Regions from separate parts of the Zea mays genome. Here region 1 is linked to region 2. A link is a contact called in public Hi-C data. All regions are on one chromosome and are shown on one strand. The core of a region is the stretch at or near the end of the contact, and the rest is flanking DNA. Distances in the headings are between cores, read along the strand shown. Region 1 holds the start of LOC100193755. Region 2 holds the start of LOC100277464.

Evidence for each region. A called contact is a pair of places that touch in the nucleus more often than the background predicts.
Region 1: a Hi-C map of ear shows a contact between it and region 2, with 2.5 times the contacts expected there. The contact joins the promoter of LOC100193755 here to the promoter of LOC100277464 in region 2. A contact is called at or near these places in 7 of 25 Hi-C or Micro-C datasets (bundle sheath, ear, endosperm and 3 more).

The regions. Positions count from the first base shown.
Region 1 is chr5:210,864,216-210,870,273 of Zm-B73-REFERENCE-NAM-5.0, forward strand. It overlaps LOC100193755, which reads left to right and starts at 3,232. Exons shown (of 5, transcript NM_001138841.1): 1 at 3,232-3,603; 2 at 4,031-4,373; 3 at 4,663-4,934. The coding sequence starts at 3,414. It overlaps LOC103627649 (cysteine protease XCP1), which reads left to right and starts at 788. Exons shown (of 5, transcript XM_008647944.4): 1 at 788-1,563; 2 at 1,688-1,923; 3 at 2,008-2,028; 4 at 2,169-2,288; 5 at 2,408-2,709. The coding sequence starts at 1,095. The coding sequence ends at 2,638. TRNAQ-CUG (transfer RNA glutamine (anticodon CUG)) reads left to right here and starts at 3,033; the gene lies at 3,033-3,104.
Region 2 is chr5:210,357,121-210,362,652 of Zm-B73-REFERENCE-NAM-5.0, forward strand. LOC100277464 reads left to right here and starts at 3,346. Exons shown (of 1, transcript NM_001151015.2): 1 at 3,346-4,224. The coding sequence starts at 3,508. The coding sequence ends at 3,963.

The DNA.
Region 1 (6,058 bases), core at 1,982-4,481, 510 kb after region 2:
CACCAACGTGAAAGTTGTAGGTATTGAAGAGTTATGAAACTTTGTAGTTGACAATGTTTTGGTTTGAAATCATCTTGCCAGGCAAAACTATGTTTGAATTTTGAATTTTAAATTTTTTAAACTACCTCGGATGGAAAAACCACCAAAATAAAAGTTGTAGGTCTTGAAATGTTATGAAACTTTGTAATTGTCAACTTTTTTATTTGAAATCATCTTATCATTGAAAAATTCGTGTGAAGTTTTCAAATTTAAAATTCAAATTTTGTAAACGGTCTCGGATGTAGAAACTATTAAAATAGAATTTATAGATATCAAAAAGTTATGCAACTTTATAGTTGGTCACATTTTTAAATAAAATGGTACTGATAAAATGGTATAGTATAATGTGCTGTGTGTGACTAAAGAAATCAAAGACTTCTCTAAATATGAAATAAAATGGTACTGATTAAGGTGGTAGTCTGATTGGTGAATACCCATGGAAACCCATACCTATACAAATCCATCTATACCCATGGGTATCCACCATTTTGACCCGCAATATAAAATAAACCCACCCAACCCAACCCGTTAATAATTAAAACCCATCACAACCCACCAAAACAAAACCATTTCTTAAACCCACCTAAAATATCCATTTACACTCACCCCATTTGCAGGCCTAGTGATGACTTGAGCAGGCGAGCAAAAGATACTTGGGTATCCTTCTAAAAAGGCCATCGTGCAGCTGCTTCGCATGGTCGAGCAAGTTACCTCCAACAGGTGCGCAGCAGAGCTGCAAGTGTAAGATACCCTTACTATAATTCATCATACTACCAAAACCAAGATTTAAGCGTCATCTGAGGCATTGGAGAAGCACCGAAAAAGCATCCTTGGACGAAACTTGTGGAACAGAAGCATACGTGCAACTGCAAGGCCGCAGCAACAGCTTCCTGCTAAAGCAAGGCTCTGCCCTTGAGAAGCTTCATCCAGAAGAGCCATAGCTGGTGCAGGGAATTTACTTGCAAGAAACATAGATATTCGCAGTATAAAGGTGTTCCTGGATCCTGCACATGCCATGACAACAAGGGGGCAAAAAATAGCAGCAGGCATTTGACATGGAACCCAAACTCGCGGTCGCGGTGTTCGTCCTGTTCCTAGCGTTTGCAGCCTGTTCCGCGAACCACCACCGAGACCCCTCTGTCGTCGGATACTCCCAGGAAGACCTCGCACTGCCCAGCAGCCTCTTCAGATCCTGGTCCGTGAAGCACGGCAAGCTCTACGCCAGCCCGACGGAGAAGCTGGAGAGGTACGAGATATTCAAGCAGAACCTGATGCACATCGCGGAAACGAACAGGAAGAACGGGAGCTACTGGCTGGGCCTGAACCAGTTCGCCGACGTCGCCCACGAGGAGTTCAAGGCCAGTTATCTGGGACTGAAGCGAGCACTGCCAAGAGCGGGCGCGCCACAGACACGCACCCCGACAGCGTTCAGGTACGCGGCCGCAGCCGCAGGCAGCTTGCCCTGGTCAGTCGACTGGAGGTACAAGGGAGCCGTGACGCCGGTCAAGAACCAGGGAAAATGCGGTGAGTTCCGTCTCTGGACAATACACGAACGCCATCCTCTTCTCAGCGTGTTGCTGTGCCGATTAGATGCCACTAGACGGTGGGAGATGCGATTACAAGGCGAACAAAAAAAAAATGCTTGCAGGGAGCTGCTGGGCCTTCTCGTCGGTGGCAGCAGTCGAAGGGATCAACCAGATCGTGACGGGCAAGCTGGTGTCGCTCTCGGAGCAGGAGCTGGTGGACTGCGACACCACGCTGGATCACGGCTGCGAAGGGGGGACCATGGACTTGGCGTTCGCTTACATGATGGGGAGCCAGGGGATCCACGCCGAGGACGACTACCCGTACCTCATGGAAGAAGGCTACTGCAAAGAGAAACAGGTTCGCACACAAAAATCTTCACATGTGAACTGGATGATACTAGGACGCAGGGTTCTAATCCTTTGCTCTGGCGTGCGTGTTTAGCCCCAAGCTGACGTCGTCACTATAAGGGCTTGTTCGGTTAGCTCTCAATCCATGTGGATTGAGTGGGATTGGATGGGTTTAAATTCCAAACAAGTCAAACTTCTTAAGAATTTTTTCCAATCCCATCCAATCCATGTGTATTGGGAATAACCGAACAAGACCTAACTGGATTCGAGGATGTCCCGGAGAACAGCGAGATCAGCCTGCTGAAAGCGCTGGCCCATCAGCCTGTCAGCGTCGGCATAGCTGCAGGGAGCAGGGACTTCCAGTTCTACAGAGGGGTAAGTATCAACTGACTTGCCTGTAGTATGGTTGGTTTCAGATGGTGTCATCACTAGCTGTCACAGAAGGGAAGTAACATGTGCGTGTATACCTCGTCTGGCTGGCTGCACTGCTGCAGGGGGTGTTTGACGGGGCCTGCAGCGTCGAGCTCGACCATGCGCTGACGGCCGTCGGGTACGGCTCATCGTACGGCCAGAACTACATCACCATGAAGAACTCGTGGGGCAAGAACTGGGGGGAGCAAGGCTACGTCAGGATAAAGATGGGCACCGGGAAGCCGGAGGGTGTCTGCGGAATCTATACCATGGCCTCCTATCCCGTGAAAAATGCAACACGCTGGGGTGCTTAATATTTTTGTAACGAGTTTGTTCGAAACTATTCTTTTAAATATATCCACATGGCAAAATGCCTTTTTTTTTACCATTGCTGTCAAGATCCCATACTTGATTTCACAAAATCCATGTTGCACTCATCACTCCAGCACGATAGGAACAACTATATATTGTGATCTATCTGCACGACTGTCTTGGAAGGCGATATACGATTGCGCGGCCAAGCGGTAACCGAAGTATGGTCAGTTAATCGGAACAACGTGCTCCCAGCCTCCCAATCTCACCGGCAGGTGTTAATCAAGTATTGCTAACGAAGGATTCGTGGAGTTCAGTTTATCTTCTAAAACCATTTACGAGACACAAGTTGTTTTGAGTCATTATATATCATATTGCTAAGACCTCAGCATCAAAGGTCCCATGGTCTAGTGGTTAGGACATTGGACTCTGAATCCAGTAACCCGAGTTCAAATCTCGGTGGGACCTTTTTTGTTCACATTTTGCCTAAGATTTTTTTTTCATGTTTTTATGTTTTTTAGAGGTAATTCATATTCTGATAATAACGATGAATAAAATGCAAATTTGCCTCAGAATTTGTAGTCGTCCTCGTCCACTTCACAAATTTGCAGTAGAGAGTCCAGTCCAGACTCCATCGAGTTGGTCTTTGGTCGTGCATCGTGCTGAACTGCTGACGCTTCGCGCGGGTCCGAGGTCAGGCAGCAGCAGCACGGAGTAGCACCAGGGCGACCGCCCAGGTTATCGTCGGCCGCCGGCGACCTGTACCCCGGCGAGGAGATGCATCTGAGCGCGAACGAGGGGATCGAGGGTCTGCGATTCGCGGTGACGGGCGGGCAGGGCTTCGTCGGAGCTGCCCTCAGCCTCGAGCTGCTCCGCCGCGGTGCCCGCGAGGTCCGGTCCCTCGATCTCCGCGCCTCCTCCTCCTGGTCCCAGCAGCTCCTCGACGCCGGCGTCCGAATCATCCAAGGTCAGTCCCTCCAGTTTACCATCTTCAGTTCAGATCGCTGCAATCCCCACGGTTTTACTTTGCTGTCGCTGTGGCCTGTGGGTAAATAGCTTACTTCATGCGATTTACTGCGCTGTGAGCAGCAGAATTGGATTCCTCTTAGAATAAGACGGTTTGGAGTGCTTGTAGTCCTTCTATGTTGTAGTTTCGGCTTCTCGTACGAGATGCAAATTACTAAATTAGTGTGTCCAAACGGAGGACGTCACTGTACCACTACTATCTTAATATCTGTGTATCTATGTATCTAGGTAAATAGTTGGTGGCTCTTGCATAGTTGTTTTGCCTGCAATCACCGTGTTACCTTCTGTTTCTCTGTGTTTAATGCAACTGGTTACCAATATATAGCTTGTGGAATGATACATCAGTTTCTTAAGGCCCTGTTTTGCAGGGGACATAAGAAAGAAGGATGATGTGCGGAGGGCTTTCCGTGGAGTGGACTGTGTTTTCCACCTTGCTTCTTATGGCATGTCAGGGAAGGAGATGGTGCAGACTGCGAGATCTGATGAGGTTAATATAAATGGGACCTGCAATGTACTGGACGCTTGCCATGAGCAAGGTGTCAGAAGGCTTGTGTATGTAAGCACATACAATGTGGTATTTGGAGGAAAGCCGATTGTCAACGGAAATGAGGCGTTGCCTTATTTTCCGATTGAAGACCATGTTGATGCTTATGGGCGCAGCAAATCAGTTGCTGAACAGCTGGTACTGAAGAGTAACGGGCGGCCAGCTAAGTAAGTTTACCCTTCTCCTTTGCTAGGCTCCAGTACATTGAAAAATATGGCAAATATGCTCAGTTTTTTTTGTGGACCATGCTGTCCTCCAAACCGACGGTTAGAAAGAAATTGTTTAGGCTGATGCTACCCTTTGCACACTTTTTTAGATTGTGATATTGTCTTCTGAAAAAAATTGTCATCCATAATTGCTCTTTAAACAACAACAAGAATTTCATTTCAGCTTGTAAGCCACGGGTGGCATTTGATTGTATGCAGCCTGTCTTACTGATTGGGTGAAATCTTACAGGAGTGATAAAAGTAGTCGTCTTTATACATGTGCAATTCGCCCTGCTGCTATATATGGACCAGGTGAAGAGCGTCATTTTCCAAGAATCCTGTCCCTTGCAAAGTTGGGATTAGCTTTCTTCAAAATTGGGGACCCAGGTGTCAAGACAGATTGGGTTTATATAGATAATCTAGTTCTTGCTCTGATATTGGCAAGCATGGGACTTTTAGATGACATTCCTGACAGGAAGGGAACTCCTGTAGCAGCTGGTCAGGCGTATTTCATATGCGATGGTAATTGCTTTTACTGTTAGCTTCTGTGATGTCATTACTAATTATACTCATGCAGCTGCACCATCTTTGTGTTTTTTTTTTCTGTCCATAGTGATACTGATAATTTCGTTTTAACTTGAATTTGAAAAAAGTCTAGGCTAGGTAGAGAAGACATTTGTGGTTTGTTGTCTTGATTTTGGCAATAAAAGAAACTGGACCTGTGAGGGAATACTGTCCCACGGCATTGCATTTAAGAAGAAGACCTTGTCATGTAGGTCGACAAAACTTCTAAACACCTACCCCACCCATTCACAGCGGCACTAGGCCTTAGATCTATACTTTGACGTGGACAGATGAGGGGATTTTTTTTAACCCAGCTTGAAATTCGCTCACACGGGAGTTGAATTCAGGACCTGAGGAGTGCTACTCAGTCCATCTAACCAACTCAGCTAGTCCATCTAACCAACTCAGCTAGAAGCCCTTTCGCTTTGCTTTTGGCAATAACACCATTGCTAGCAATATTGTCTTCTCTATGGAAGTATGCTCTGAGGTTGGCGATGGTGCTTACACTCTGTCGGACAGTTGGATTCATGGGCAGAGAATTGAAAATATTGCACCCTGCCTTTTACTTTAGTTCCTAAATAAATGTAGAGTTAACAAGTGCACAGCTTCAAAAGCACTCCCTGACCATGCTTGGGTGACTGATTTGCAAGGGGCATCTTCTGTTCATGTTCACCAAGGAACATATTTGCTGCCTGCTGCCTCTGCTGTGTATACAGGTCACTAAATGAGATTCTCAACACTATTAATAGGTCAAAATCTACCGCAAAGTCCAAGACTTCCTCTCCTGGTTTCTATTACGACACCCCAAACCTGCATAAACCGTCTTGAAAGCTGCACTTGTTGTACCTACATGTCTGTCGAGATCTGTTCCTATGAAAAGCTTATCGCTAATAGGTATAGCTCTAACCTGTCATCTAATTCTTCCTAGAAAAGTCTTTTAGCACTCTCATCATAGCCTACTTTGGGGGCACATATACATTAATAAAACAAGGAAAAAAGGAGACAGAAGATAAAAAGGGCATTGTCTTTTTGACTGCCAATGGTTTGGTACTGGTAGTAGTTCATTGGAGCCTTGGAGGTAA
Region 2 (5,532 bases), core at 2,096-4,595:
TGACCGGTCAGTCTCGTGTGGGACCAGGTGTACGGGCGCAGTAAACCAATCAGGCGCATTGTGTTCTAGGATACGTGGGAAATCTGTATATCTTTCTATAAAAAATATTCAAAGATAATCGTTCGGACGCACAACAGCAATAATACATTAATGCACGTTTTGCGGCTTTTGCCCGTGGACATTTGACAACAGGAAGAGATGTAGCGCCTACAAAAAAGATGCCTCTTATTAGAGTGAGAAAAGGAATCAGCTTCCCCTGTGAAAACAGCACTAATGTCGTGGCGTGAGAAGTCATATTTAGATCGACGCTAATCAATTGATTAGCTACTACCAACCTCGACAGGAAGAGACAAGACAAACATGCCCTGGCAGTGGCACTACCGCACTAAGCACTGGATTTAGGGGGTGTTTGGTTAGAAGACTAAAGATTCTCTAGTTTTTAGTCTCATTTAGTCCCTTTTTTTTTGCCAAACACTAGGACTAAAATATGGACTAAAATGATTTAGTCTTTAGTCCTTCACATAGGTGCTAAAAGAGACTAAAATAGAGTACATGAGTGTATTCCAAGGGTATTTGGGTCTTTGGACAGTGTATTTAATGACTTTAGAATCTATTTAGTCCCTAGAACTAAACAAGTAAGGACTAAAGTTTAGTCCTACAACTAAAGTTTAGTCCTAGGACTAATTGAAACCAAACATGGCCTTAAACTGACTTCATATGGTCATGCGAGAATGATGCTTGATAACCCCGCGTCAGAGTAGACAGATAGCTGGGTCGACAGGGACAAAGCGTACACACTACACCGGAACGAGCGGGGCTGGACAGCACAGGTAAACAATGATTGTTTCCGAAAGGAGACAGATAAACAATGATCAGTGGGAGAGGTGTGGGACAGGATCAAAGGAGAGGAAACCGACGTGCTGGTGCTCGTCCGGAGAAAAGCGCCCTTAGTCTGAAAAAGCATGGACGACACGCCCCTCGCTGAGACAATTCGGTGAGCAACTGAGCACCCACCCATTAACAACAACATCCGAAAAGGAGCACAATTGGGGTTGGTCTAGGCATGTGTACTGCGTGCAAAAGATGGATAGCAAGCAGAGGCATCTGTCGGGATAGCGGTTGAGCGCAGGCAGCTTCCATGCATGTACCACCCACCATACCTCACTCGTAGCTGTTGCCGGGACTCGGGAGGACGAGGAGGATCCGTCTTCCGAATTCCGAACCTGAATCCCCGCGGCTCCCCAGTCCACCGTTTCGGCAGACGAGCGACAAGCGCGCTCGATGGCGATGGCTCGCTTTGCGGACGATCAGTAGGATTTGTAGTCGTGAACCTGGTGGGCATTTGGCCCTGCACCACCGCTAGCAGCCTGTATTGTCGTGTCGTGTCGACGCTTGCATGAGCATGAGCTTATTGGGCTCCACAGCCTACCACGATAATTGGTGGACTCGGGCTCCGCTTCACATCCACTGATGGACTGGAACCGATTTGACTCAATCGTGATGGGCTGCTGGGCGCCGGAGGCCCATGGGCCATTTGTTCTCTTTGCGCATGCATCGCTTCGATTGCTGTCTTTCCTCCTCCTCTTTGCAGTCTATCACAGCTACTGTTTTTCTTTTTCCTTCTTCCATTTTCCTTGCAAACTGCACGGACTACTACTCTCCATTTTCCATAAAGAGGCAGGGGGAAGAGAGCACCTCTGATCCTAAAGCAGCATGCCTTCTGTAGCTCTGTGCATGGAATGGCCTCCAACAGCCTCCAGGGGCAGTGGCTTCTCGTGCAGTAGGTTACATTTCGGTACTCCACCGCGCAAAGATTATTGCCATGAGACACGTTCACAGATGCAAGCTCTAGCAGCGCTACGCCTGAATTGGCAGTCACCTGCTGCTTCAGCTTCAACCAAACGCGTGCAATGTCTGATTTGTTAATGACACAGCACCACCACGTGCCCAAAGAACACGTGGACTCTGTACAGCATATACTAGCACTTCGTTAGCTTTTGCATCGTCGACAAACCTTTGGTCCGACGAACAACAACTCCCCCCCCAACGAACGAACGGCTAACGTGGCGCCACCACCGCACCCGCACGCGGTCCCTTTTTCTACTGCCTTCACGCGCGGTCGTAGCCTCGTATAGTATAGGTGAGCGGCCACCGGGACACGCGCGCGCGGTCGAGCCGTGCCGCGAGATTCCGGCGCAGCGCCTGGTATGGGTCGGTCGGGCCGGTCCGGGGTTTACAAATTCCTCGCGCTCGCCTGGTCCAGCGCCGGACGCCATGTGTTCCAGCGTCGCCGTACCTAACCTCCTCCCACCCTTCAGCCTTGTGAGCTGTGAGTCAGCTCCCGTGGCGCGGGCAAGCGAGCGGCCACGCTGGGACGGGCGGTCCAGCGGTGCGGGCGCGACGGCGACCGTGGCGTGGCGTGGTGACCTGGCCCTGCCATCACCTCGCCTCCAGAATTGCGGTTGAGACCGACGCTGGGATTCGCCGTGGGCCTGCAAAATCGTAGAGCCGGCGTCGAATGCCAACTTGTGGGAGTATTTAGGTACCACTGCTGGGCGGCAATACGCTTGTGTGTGTGCTTTGGCGTCCAGTTCGTTGAGCAGAATATACTATTACGTGTGACAGTGATTCGATCGGGCAGCAGCAGCAGCATGCAGCGGCCGGGCGATCGCGCCAAAAAAATGTTTTGTTTACAGGTCCGGACAACGGGCAACAGCCAGCCCGCTGGAAATCGCAGCGCTTAGGCGCGTATCCGTACACGCCACTTCATCACCAGATACTAAGCGTTCTGGTACTTTACCCCAGTTCGTTCGTGGGGCAAGCCGGCAAGGGAATAATATATCTTGTCTTGTCTGCAACAGGGTGCACTGCATGCCTGGCGGTACAAAGAAAACAAGCTGTTTCTCGGCACAGTTACTTATTCAATACTCCCTCCGTTTCTTTTTATTAGTCGCTGGATAGTGCAAAATTGCACTATCTAGCGACTAATAAAAAGAAACGGAGGTAGTAGTACGTAATGCAGATTGTTGCCGGCACGTAAAAGCAGCGAGTGGTGGTAGGAGTTCAGTGCGGAAGGAGACGGCGGCACATCGGCAGAGTGGCATGGCAGCGCACGAGTCCGAATCACATTTTACACGGCCAGGTCACTGTCCCTGGCTCTTGCTTGTCCGTAATGCGCTCGCCCCGGCAACCCTGTCGCGTTAAACCCATAAGCTAATCCTGTCATGTCCCGGGATCCCCCCATCACTTTCAGAAAAGGCCCGATTCAAACCTACCTTCCTGCCGTGTTCCCTTGGTCACGAGCGCGCTCTATATATCGGCTTGGTTTCCTCTGGATGGCCGGCCACTTGACCTGACCACCACCAGCAACAGCACCACGCACGCACGCACGCATAACTCACACGCGAGCCACAGGAACGACAGGACAGAGAGACATTGCCGCGCTGCGTTGCGTGCCACAGCCACACACACGAACTCCAGCGGCTGTGTTCCTGTGCGAGCGAGGCAATGCAAGCAAGCAGGAGCAGGAGCAGGAGCAGGATGGGTTCTTTGCACCACCCGCGGTCACCGGAGGAGAACTACGTGAGGCTGCAGGGCCGGCGGGGGCGGCGGCGGGGGTTTCGGCTGTGCCCGAGGAACCGCTTCTTCTCCGTGCGGCGGCTGCGGGTCGAGCTGCTCACGTTCCTGGGCCTCGTCGGCCGCTACGTGCGCCTGCTCGTGCGGAAGCTGTCGGCTAGCAGCAGCGGCGGCGGTGGCGGCTGCGCGCGGAGGACCGGCAGCAGAAGGGTTCTCGTCGTGACGACGACGACGACGACTGCCGGGAAGAAATACAAGGCGCCGGCGCCGGCGCCGATCGTGCGGTCCAACTCCTTCTACTCCCAGGCCATCGCCGACTGCCTCGAGTTCATCAAGCGCAACTCCGTGCCCGCCGAGGACTACGGCAGCCTCAGCGCCCGGAGGTAAGTAGCCTAGTAGGCAGCTAGGCGCTCCAGGGCTCCAGGCTCCGTCGTCCGTCTGGAGCAGCTGGCAGCAGGACAACAGGATCGAAGAAGAAGAAACACGCTTACACGCTACCCGAGTGGCGTGGCCGTGGCACATACATATGCGTGTTCCCATCGGAGCCATACAGATGTGGATCTTCTGGTACATACACACGTACGGATGTAATAGAGTGTTTGAAACTTCTAGAGTTGCAAATGCATGTTGAACTTTTTTTTGATGGCATGTTCGTCTGCACACGCTTGCCATACATTTACCATCTATCGTGTCGTCGCTCAATGGCCTGTAGAGGGGAGTGGTGGCGGTACGAGTACGATCGACGCTGGAGCCATTTCTTAATTTTCGTCATGACCCGTGCGTTTATTCCTTTTTTTCCTGAATAAAATAAGCAAGCGATGACGACGGGACGGGCCGGGAGTGGTCTTTGACGTACGAAGCTTCTTAAATTTTCGTTTCTGTGTGCCCAGCTGAAAACGGGGTGGGGGTGTGGTTTCCGACCAACGCAAATTCCAGAAATGCTAAACAACCAAGTCTAGCCTGCCATTACTCTATTTTGTCTTAGGGCATGTACAGTGGAGAGACACTAAAACGGTTCTCTAAGCACAGGAGACAACTAAGAGACTCTATTGTACAATGGAGTGTCTATAAACGTAGTCTATTAATAAATACAGAATTAAATGTATTTGTATAGCATCAGATCGATAGAACAGACGACAAATTCGTACAGTGGGAAGTGAGGCGTCTGTTGTTACTTGGTTTACGAGCCAGAGGCGTCTCTTCACGGAGAGACGGCTCTAAGATTTTTTTGCAAATAACCCCCTAAAACACCTTAACAGCCCCCACATTAAACACCACTGTACATGCCCTTATCGGTTACACAGCTGAAGGATTAGTTGGAGTGGTGTGGATAACGCTGGTTTGTCATTGGTCTTAGCTACTCTGTATTGGTCCCTCGGCCTCGGGTACATACATATCACGATTCTGGTTGGCGGTTTGGCGTGACTGCCATTGTATCATTCAAAAAAAATCCTACTGTACTAGTACCATGTTTTCATATGGTGGCTATTGAGTTGTATCTAAGGGTGACAATGAACTCTAAATTTTACACTATAAGATTTAAGGATCAAGTCGGGTTAGAATCGAACTTTATTTATATTAATTTTTTAACTAAAATTTATTTAGCGTCCTAACATTTTATGAAAAAAGTCATGATCTATTACCAATCCTAGTTGTATCTTTCAGTCAATTCAACCTAAAAGTTTAAGACGTTGTCCGGCTGCTGCTGTTGCTACAGTGCTCTGTGAGAGAGTTTGCAGCCACATCCACAGCCGTTTCTCTAGCTCATGGTACATTTGTACACATGGTACATATACAGTCAGACTAGTCTACTCGTGATGGAAATTACCCTGGACATCGGTTTGTCCATAGCCGATAGAAAAGCCCAGCATGGCTCGGATGTGGATCAGTGAAATCAACCAATGGGCCACGCGATCGTCTTCTTTATTCCAGTCCACTGGAACAAAACGCTGCAGC